Linked DNA regions of Zea mays: region 1 is linked to region 2. Evidence: chromatin contacts called from public Hi-C data. All regions are on one chromosome and are shown on one strand. Each heading gives the region's core, a stretch centred on a gene start, on an enhancer-like site or on the middle of the called end of the contact. The rest is flanking DNA. Distances are from core to core; before and after follow the strand shown.

Evidence for each region. Hi-C and Micro-C count contacts between places; a contact is called where the count stands out from the background.
Region 1: a Hi-C map of leaf shows a contact between it and region 2, with 4 times the contacts expected there. The contact joins the promoter of LOC103650117 here to the promoter of LOC100193143 in region 2. A contact is called at or near these places in 2 of 25 Hi-C or Micro-C datasets (ear and leaf).

The regions. Positions count from the first base shown.
Region 1 is chr3:57,333,438-57,336,766 of Zm-B73-REFERENCE-NAM-5.0, forward strand. It overlaps LOC103650117 (bidirectional sugar transporter SWEET17), which reads left to right and starts at 2,008. Exons shown (of 6, transcript XM_008675772.4): 1 at 2,008-2,327; 2 at 2,443-2,479; 3 at 2,575-2,788. The coding sequence starts at 2,294.
Region 2 is chr3:56,850,491-56,853,894 of Zm-B73-REFERENCE-NAM-5.0, forward strand. It overlaps LOC100193143, which reads left to right and starts at 1,265. Exons shown (of 2, transcript NM_001138301.1): 1 at 1,265-1,505; 2 at 1,655-2,302. The coding sequence starts at 1,379. The coding sequence ends at 2,211.

The sequences.
Region 1 (3,329 bases), core at 758-3,257, 480 kb after region 2:
CGAGGGAGATTTCACAATTCTGAAATTATGATAACCATTGTTGCACCTAGTTCCTAGGTCGCGGAACGTCCGGGCTATGGAGTGGGACCATCTGCGGTAGGATTGGACCGTCCGGGCAAGGAGTCCGGACCGTTCGATGGTACCAGAAATGTCTCCTTTATCAATTCACCTGACAATATTAGTCGATGCAATTGATTGGAGGACGCCTATAATTAATTACCTATGTAATCCTAGTGTTAGGACATATAGGAATATTCAACATACAACTTTCAAATATATCTTAATTGATAATGAACTTTACCGTTGAATTAATGGCGATGTCTTGCTTAAATGCTTGTGTCGGGATGATGCTATATAAGCTATGGCTGAAGTACATGAAGCGTTTGTGGTACTCATCAATCGGCTCCAAAGAAAAAGTGGCTATTGAAAAGATCTGGCTTCTATTGGCATGACATGATAGCTGGTTGTTTCAAATACTACAAAGGATGTCAAGTATGTCAGAAGTTCGGTAATCTGCAGTTAGTCCCCACATCTAAACTACATCATATTATCAAACCTTGGCCCTTTAGGGGTTGGGGTTTGTACTTTGTAGGAGAAATTCATCCTTCGCCATCAAAGGGGCATCGATTTGTGTTGGTTGCCACAAATTACTTCACCAAATGGACTGAATCTGTTGCTCTGAAGAACATGACACATAAAGAGGTAATTGAGTTTATAACTGAGCATATCATTCATAGATTCGGCATTTCACAAACTTTGGCTATGGACCAGGAGACTTCTTTTATGTCAAATGTGGTACGTGAGTATGCTAAATTATATAAGATCAAATTGCTCAATTCCTCTCTATATTATGCCCAGGCCAATGGATAGCTGAGTCTAGTAACAGGACGTTGATTAGCCTTATAAATAAGAAGATATCTGATTATCCTAGGCATTGGCATAAGGTTTTGTCTAAGGCTCTATAGGCTCATAGAATATATAAACACCGTGCTACTAATGTCTCTCCTTTTGAGTTTGTTTATGGACAGGAAGTTGTTTTGCTTGTGAAGATAAGCCTAAATGCTATCAGGTTTTCCAGGCAGGACGTCTAGCTGTCGGAGATTATTATAATTTGATGATGGACAATATTGATGAAGTAACCGATAAGAGATTGGTGGCTCTAGGAGAGCTCGAGAAAGATAAGATTATGGTTGACAAAGCTTACAACAAGAAGGTCAAGGCTAAGTCATTCCAGGTTGCAGACCTGGTTTGGAAGACCGTCTTGCCACTAAGAAGCAGGGACCGAAACTTCGGCAAATGATCACCAAGCTAGGAAGGCCCTTATAGAAAAACACAAGTAATAGCTGGTAATGCCTACATGTTATAAACTTTGCAAGGTGAGGACATACCCAAGACGCTGAATGGTCGTTTCCTGAAGCAATATCATTCTAGTATGTGGCAAGATGCTTAGGAGAACCAATGTTGTCACATCGAGTTGTTTCCAGCCTGCACCAGTGCTTTTGATTTGCTGAACTTCCCAAAAATGCAGGGGGCATGTGTTGAGCACCATTTGTGATATTGGGCATGGCCGGACGGTCCAGTCCTGAGGCTCGAACAGTTCGGCCTGCGGACAGTCCGCCTATAGGCGTCGATAGTCCGTGATAGGATTAGATCAGACGAATTAAGCTCCTTTCTCCACGCGAGTTTAACCTCTAAACTTGTGGGAGTTGTTGGAGAACGCCTAGGAACGGGTCTAGACTTCCCCTAGGCCATAGAACGCCCGCACTGCCGTCGGTACACCTCGCAGTGATTGGTGTCCAGATCGACGGCAACAAACGCGTAAATAAAAAATCTTCAACAAATTTTGGTAGGCACGAGTAACGGTTTGCTCTTGCTAGCTATGCGGTATTACAATTTGTTTCAGTGCCCATTCTAAAAGAACCTGTATCGAAGTCAAGGGATAGAAGCCCAGTTTTCCGGCAGTGTAGCGTATATAGGTATTTATACGTTTTTTTCAGAAAATATCTTCATGTGTTACACGAGAGGCGGGGCCTGAGTCGTTCACATGTTCATGCATGCCACTGCAGTGCCTGTAAGAAGGGCAGGTAGGTTTGGGCGTAATCTATAATGGCACTGCACGCGGTCGGCCTCAGGCTGCTTGAAATATGCATTTCAGCGGTCCCTGGTGTCCTCTCTCCCGCTCAAGGGCAGTAGAGACAGCAGCTGAGCTGACTGGATCTCGATCTACCGCTTTGCTTCCGTTTTGAGCCGCCAGCTGTGTGGCCTCCTGTCTGTCTGCCTATCTTGAACCTCCATGGATTCCACACTCTTCATCATCGGCGTCATAGGTAAGCATGTGTATATATGTATAGTAAGGAGGATTAAAATCAGTAGCTTAGTTAGTATTATAATTGCTTTGTTACTATAGCCTTTAATCCAGCTGCTTCGCTTTCTCCTTTGTAGGCAACATCATCTCAGTTCTGGTCTTCATTTCTCCCATGTAAGAGTGTCTCGATATATACATAGTTTTCCTGCCGTCGTCGCTGCTAGCTATAGCTGCAAACTGAAAGCTACCATGCATATATAAATACACAGCAAGACGTTCTGGAGGATCGTGCGGAGCGGGTCGACGGAGGAGTTCGAGCCGGCGCCGTACGTGTTCACGCTGCTCAACGCGCTGCTGTGGCTCTACTACGGCGCCACCAAGCCTGACGGGCTCCTCGTTGCCACCGTCAATGGCTTTGGGGCTGCCATGGAGGCCATCTACGTCGTCCTCTTCATCGTCTACGCCGCCAATCATGCCACAAGGGTGAGGGATCATCATACATATTTCTCTCTCGGTTCTCCGGCCGTGCGTGTTAATTCATCAGTCCACGCACAATACCGTTGCTTTGCTTCCTAATAAGAATTGGCTGCTGTGTAGTCGATTCATAAGTGTTCCTTGAAGCACTCCGTGTTCTCATATGCTGTTATACATATTTGCATCCTCATTAACGGTTAGTTTGGAAATTTAAATCTGATCCTCTTCGAGATTCCTAGAGATTGAGGGATAAATATTAGTTTAATTTTTCACTCAATCCCCGAGAATCCACCAAAGAATTTAATTAAGTTTTCAAACTAGATCTAATTGTTCTGTTCTATTTTCCGGGACTTATTGAAGTTTGTCCTATGAATTCTATAAAATCACCTCACTTCACACGCTTATACTAGTTATTAGCTAATGAGACACATGAGATAGTGATTAGTGAAGGATCAACAATTCCGTTCCACCAAACAAAAAAAGTGTGAACCTCATTCCTTTATATATTAAGCCAAATACACTCTAATAAAATCAATGCTTTATTATTACC
Region 2 (3,404 bases), core at 15-2,514:
TGCCTGTGGAAATAAGTTTGAATGCTGTCAGGTTCGCCAGACAAAATGATCTAACCGTCATTGATTATTATAATTCAATGACGGATAATATTGATGAGGTGACCGACAAGAGGGTGATAGCTTTAAGAGCAATAGAAAAGGACAAGATCATGGTAGCCAGGGCCTACAACAAGAAGGTTAAAGCAAAGTTATTTCAAGTAGGGGACCTGGTGTGAAAGACCATCCTGCCTCTAAGGAATAAAGACCGGAAGTTTGGGAAATGGTCGCCAAGCTGGAAGGGCCCTTATAAAGTAAAGCAGGTAATGTCTGGTAACACCTATTTACTATAAACATTACAAGGCAAGGATTTACCTAAGGCTTTGAATGGACGTTTCCTCAAACAGTACCATCCTAGTATGTGGCAAGATGCCTAAGAGAACCGATGTAATCACATGAGTTAGTTGCTTTTGGTTTGCTCAACTCCACCAAAAGGCAGGGGGCATATGTTGAGCACTAAAAGAGAGCACGGACGGTCCACGCAAGCGCAGAACAGATTAGGGTTCTGAGTTTTTTGCTATGTTTGTTGACGAGAATCTCGGGATAAGCTTGGAGCTTTGTTGGTAACGGGTCCAGCTCCCCTCCTCTATAAAGGCAGAGGAATACGACCGATTTAATCAATCAATCGAAACCTCAATCAATACAATTTACATTTATTCTTAGGAGTAGTTATAGTCTAGTTTTAGGTTAGTCTTCCAATCCCCAAATTCTTCACTTTTCTTCGACTATACGTCGATTAGAGGAGTCTAGGTTGGCCTGCCGAGCCTAGACATCACCTAGGATCTCTCCTCCCCGACGGGTCCCTCCATAGAGCGAGATCCAGGCGCCACCGGAGATCTTCTGCCGCCCCTAAGCTCGCGCGGACTATCCGGCCCCAGGGCACGGACCGTCCGGCCATCAGACAGAAAATCCTAGCCTCGCACTAGGCCGCGGACCGTCCGCCCCTGTGTCGAGAGCACCGCCACTGGTTCGTGTTGAGTGATTGAAGTCCGAAAAAGATATCAACATATATATTATAATTTAATTTATTACAAACTAACTCTTTTATTTTAGATATAAAAACAACTATAAAACAAATTTTCTACGCCACTGCAGTCTGCAGGTGACGGAGCCCCCTCCGCGCCCACAACTGCAGCAATCTGTATAAATACAGCGTCGGGCCGTCGGCTATTTCATACCGCCGAACCAAATCCAACGTCCGCAGAAACCAAACTCCCGTCGAGGAGGAGGCGTCGACTTCCCATAGTTTCCACTCCACTTCGATCCTATCGTATCCTCCCCAAACACTCCACCAAGAACCTTTTCCCCCTCCAATAATAGTCCAAGTTACTCGGAGGAATCCATGTGCGGCGGTGCAATCATCTTCGACTACATCCCGGCGCGGCGCCGGGTGTCCGCCGCTGACTTCTGGCCTGACTCCGAAGCCGACGCCGAGGACTCCGACTCGCACGCCCCTGACCCTGAGAGAGGTAAGCTCTAAGTCTAAGCTCCGTTTCCGTCTTGCTCAGTCTCTTCATTTTCTCCCGGCGAGCTCCGAGCCTCCGACTCCAAACGGTCAGTGGTGTGTGTGTGTGTGTGACTGACGCAGCTCCGCTGCCGACTGTCCCGTCCCGTGCAGTGCCGCGCCCGCGCGGGAAGGCGAAGCGTGGGCGCAAGAACCAGTACCGCGGCATCCGGCAGCGGCCGTGGGGCAAGTGGGCGGCAGAGATCCGCGACCCCGTGAAGGGCGTGCGCGTCTGGCTCGGCACCTACCCCACCGCCGAGGCCGCCGCGCGCGCGTACGACCGCGCTGCCAGGCGCATCAGGGGCGCCAAAGCCAAGGTCAACTTCCCCAACGACGCCTCCTCCTCCAGCGTCACCGCGCCGACGGCGGCATCTGGGGTGGCGGCACAGGCCCCGGCCGTTTTTCTCCCGGCGCCCAAGGTAGAGGCGCGCGCACAGGTGTCCGACGAGGTCAAGGAGCTGTCCGAGGAGCTAATGGCCTACGAGAACTACATGAACTTCCTCGGCGTCCCGTACATGGAGGGCGGGAATGCAGCTGTAAGTGCCACCACCGCTGCCGCTGCCGCTGCCGCCGTCCCCGAAGAAGCGCAGGTGCCGGCGCCAGCGCCAGCCGGGCTGTGGAGCTTCGAGGACTACTACTACCCGCCGTCACTGTCGCTCTTCACTGAATAATGAACGCGGTTTGCCGTGCCTGTGTTGTTATCTCTTTTGTATCTGTGGCTCGCGAGTTGAGGCATGTAAACAAGCTTTGCAGTTTTTTTTTTAACTCCGGTCTGTGCTTCTCAGCAGCTCGCTGCGGTGCAGAGGAATCTGTTTCATTCTGTTCGTGATTGAAACTAGTTTTACGGTTACAACGCGCAGATGGAGGATCGTCGGACACTCGGACCATTGTAACAAGGCTTGCATACCATTTGGAAGATTTTACCATACTGAATTGGCGACACGCATCCATGATTTGTTCCTTGCACTGGCCAGAACATTCCATCTTCTAGAGAGAAGAACAGAGAAACAGTCCAACCAGAACATGCGGCTACCCTTTCCGGACCGTAGGATCAGGACTCAACGGAAGATGCTGCGGAAGGCGCGACCACGGTACCCCTGCGCCGCCGTTTCGCAGCCCGTTGTTTTTGTGGCCGCGTCGGCGCGTCGTACTAGTATGTGGAACGCATGGTTGGTGCTTGGAGCAGGCGCGTCAGGCGTTTACCATGGGCCGCCGCAGGTTTTTGGGCCGGCGGCGCACGCCGTAAAGCAAAGGGGCGCGCATCCGCCCAACTACCCTCCGTGACTACTATAGATGGTCAAACGTCTGCACGACACTTACTAACGTCTAAGTATTGAACTAGTCATTATACTATAATCTCTAATCATATCATGTCGACACTGTACGATAATAATATCTAATAGTGCTTGTGTCCTTATAAACACTGTTTTCTTTAAAAGCTCAAAATATATAAAATCTTTAAGGTTATATATATATTTTTAAAACTTGAATATTTATACTATTATAAAATGAATTTATTATATTTAAAATCATAACAAGTAATAATTCACAATCACATTTATATACCACCGTTGGTCTAAGCCGTGCCTAATCGTGCAGTGCTCCTGCAAGCCCATCGTGTCGGGTGGTGACCCAAACACATCACTAGACCCGAATCGTGACGACACTGGCATTATATGAATAGTGTTTGTACCGTGCCGAAGCACTACGGATCATGTCATGCTTAATGCCCGTACCAAGAACTACAAGTAGACGCCAACTTGACATCTTTTGTCTGCAGCACCCATCCGCTGGACCTGCAGTCCATACACCGATTTCCTCTGTTTTCATATAACACATCCATGTAACAACACAATTGAAAACT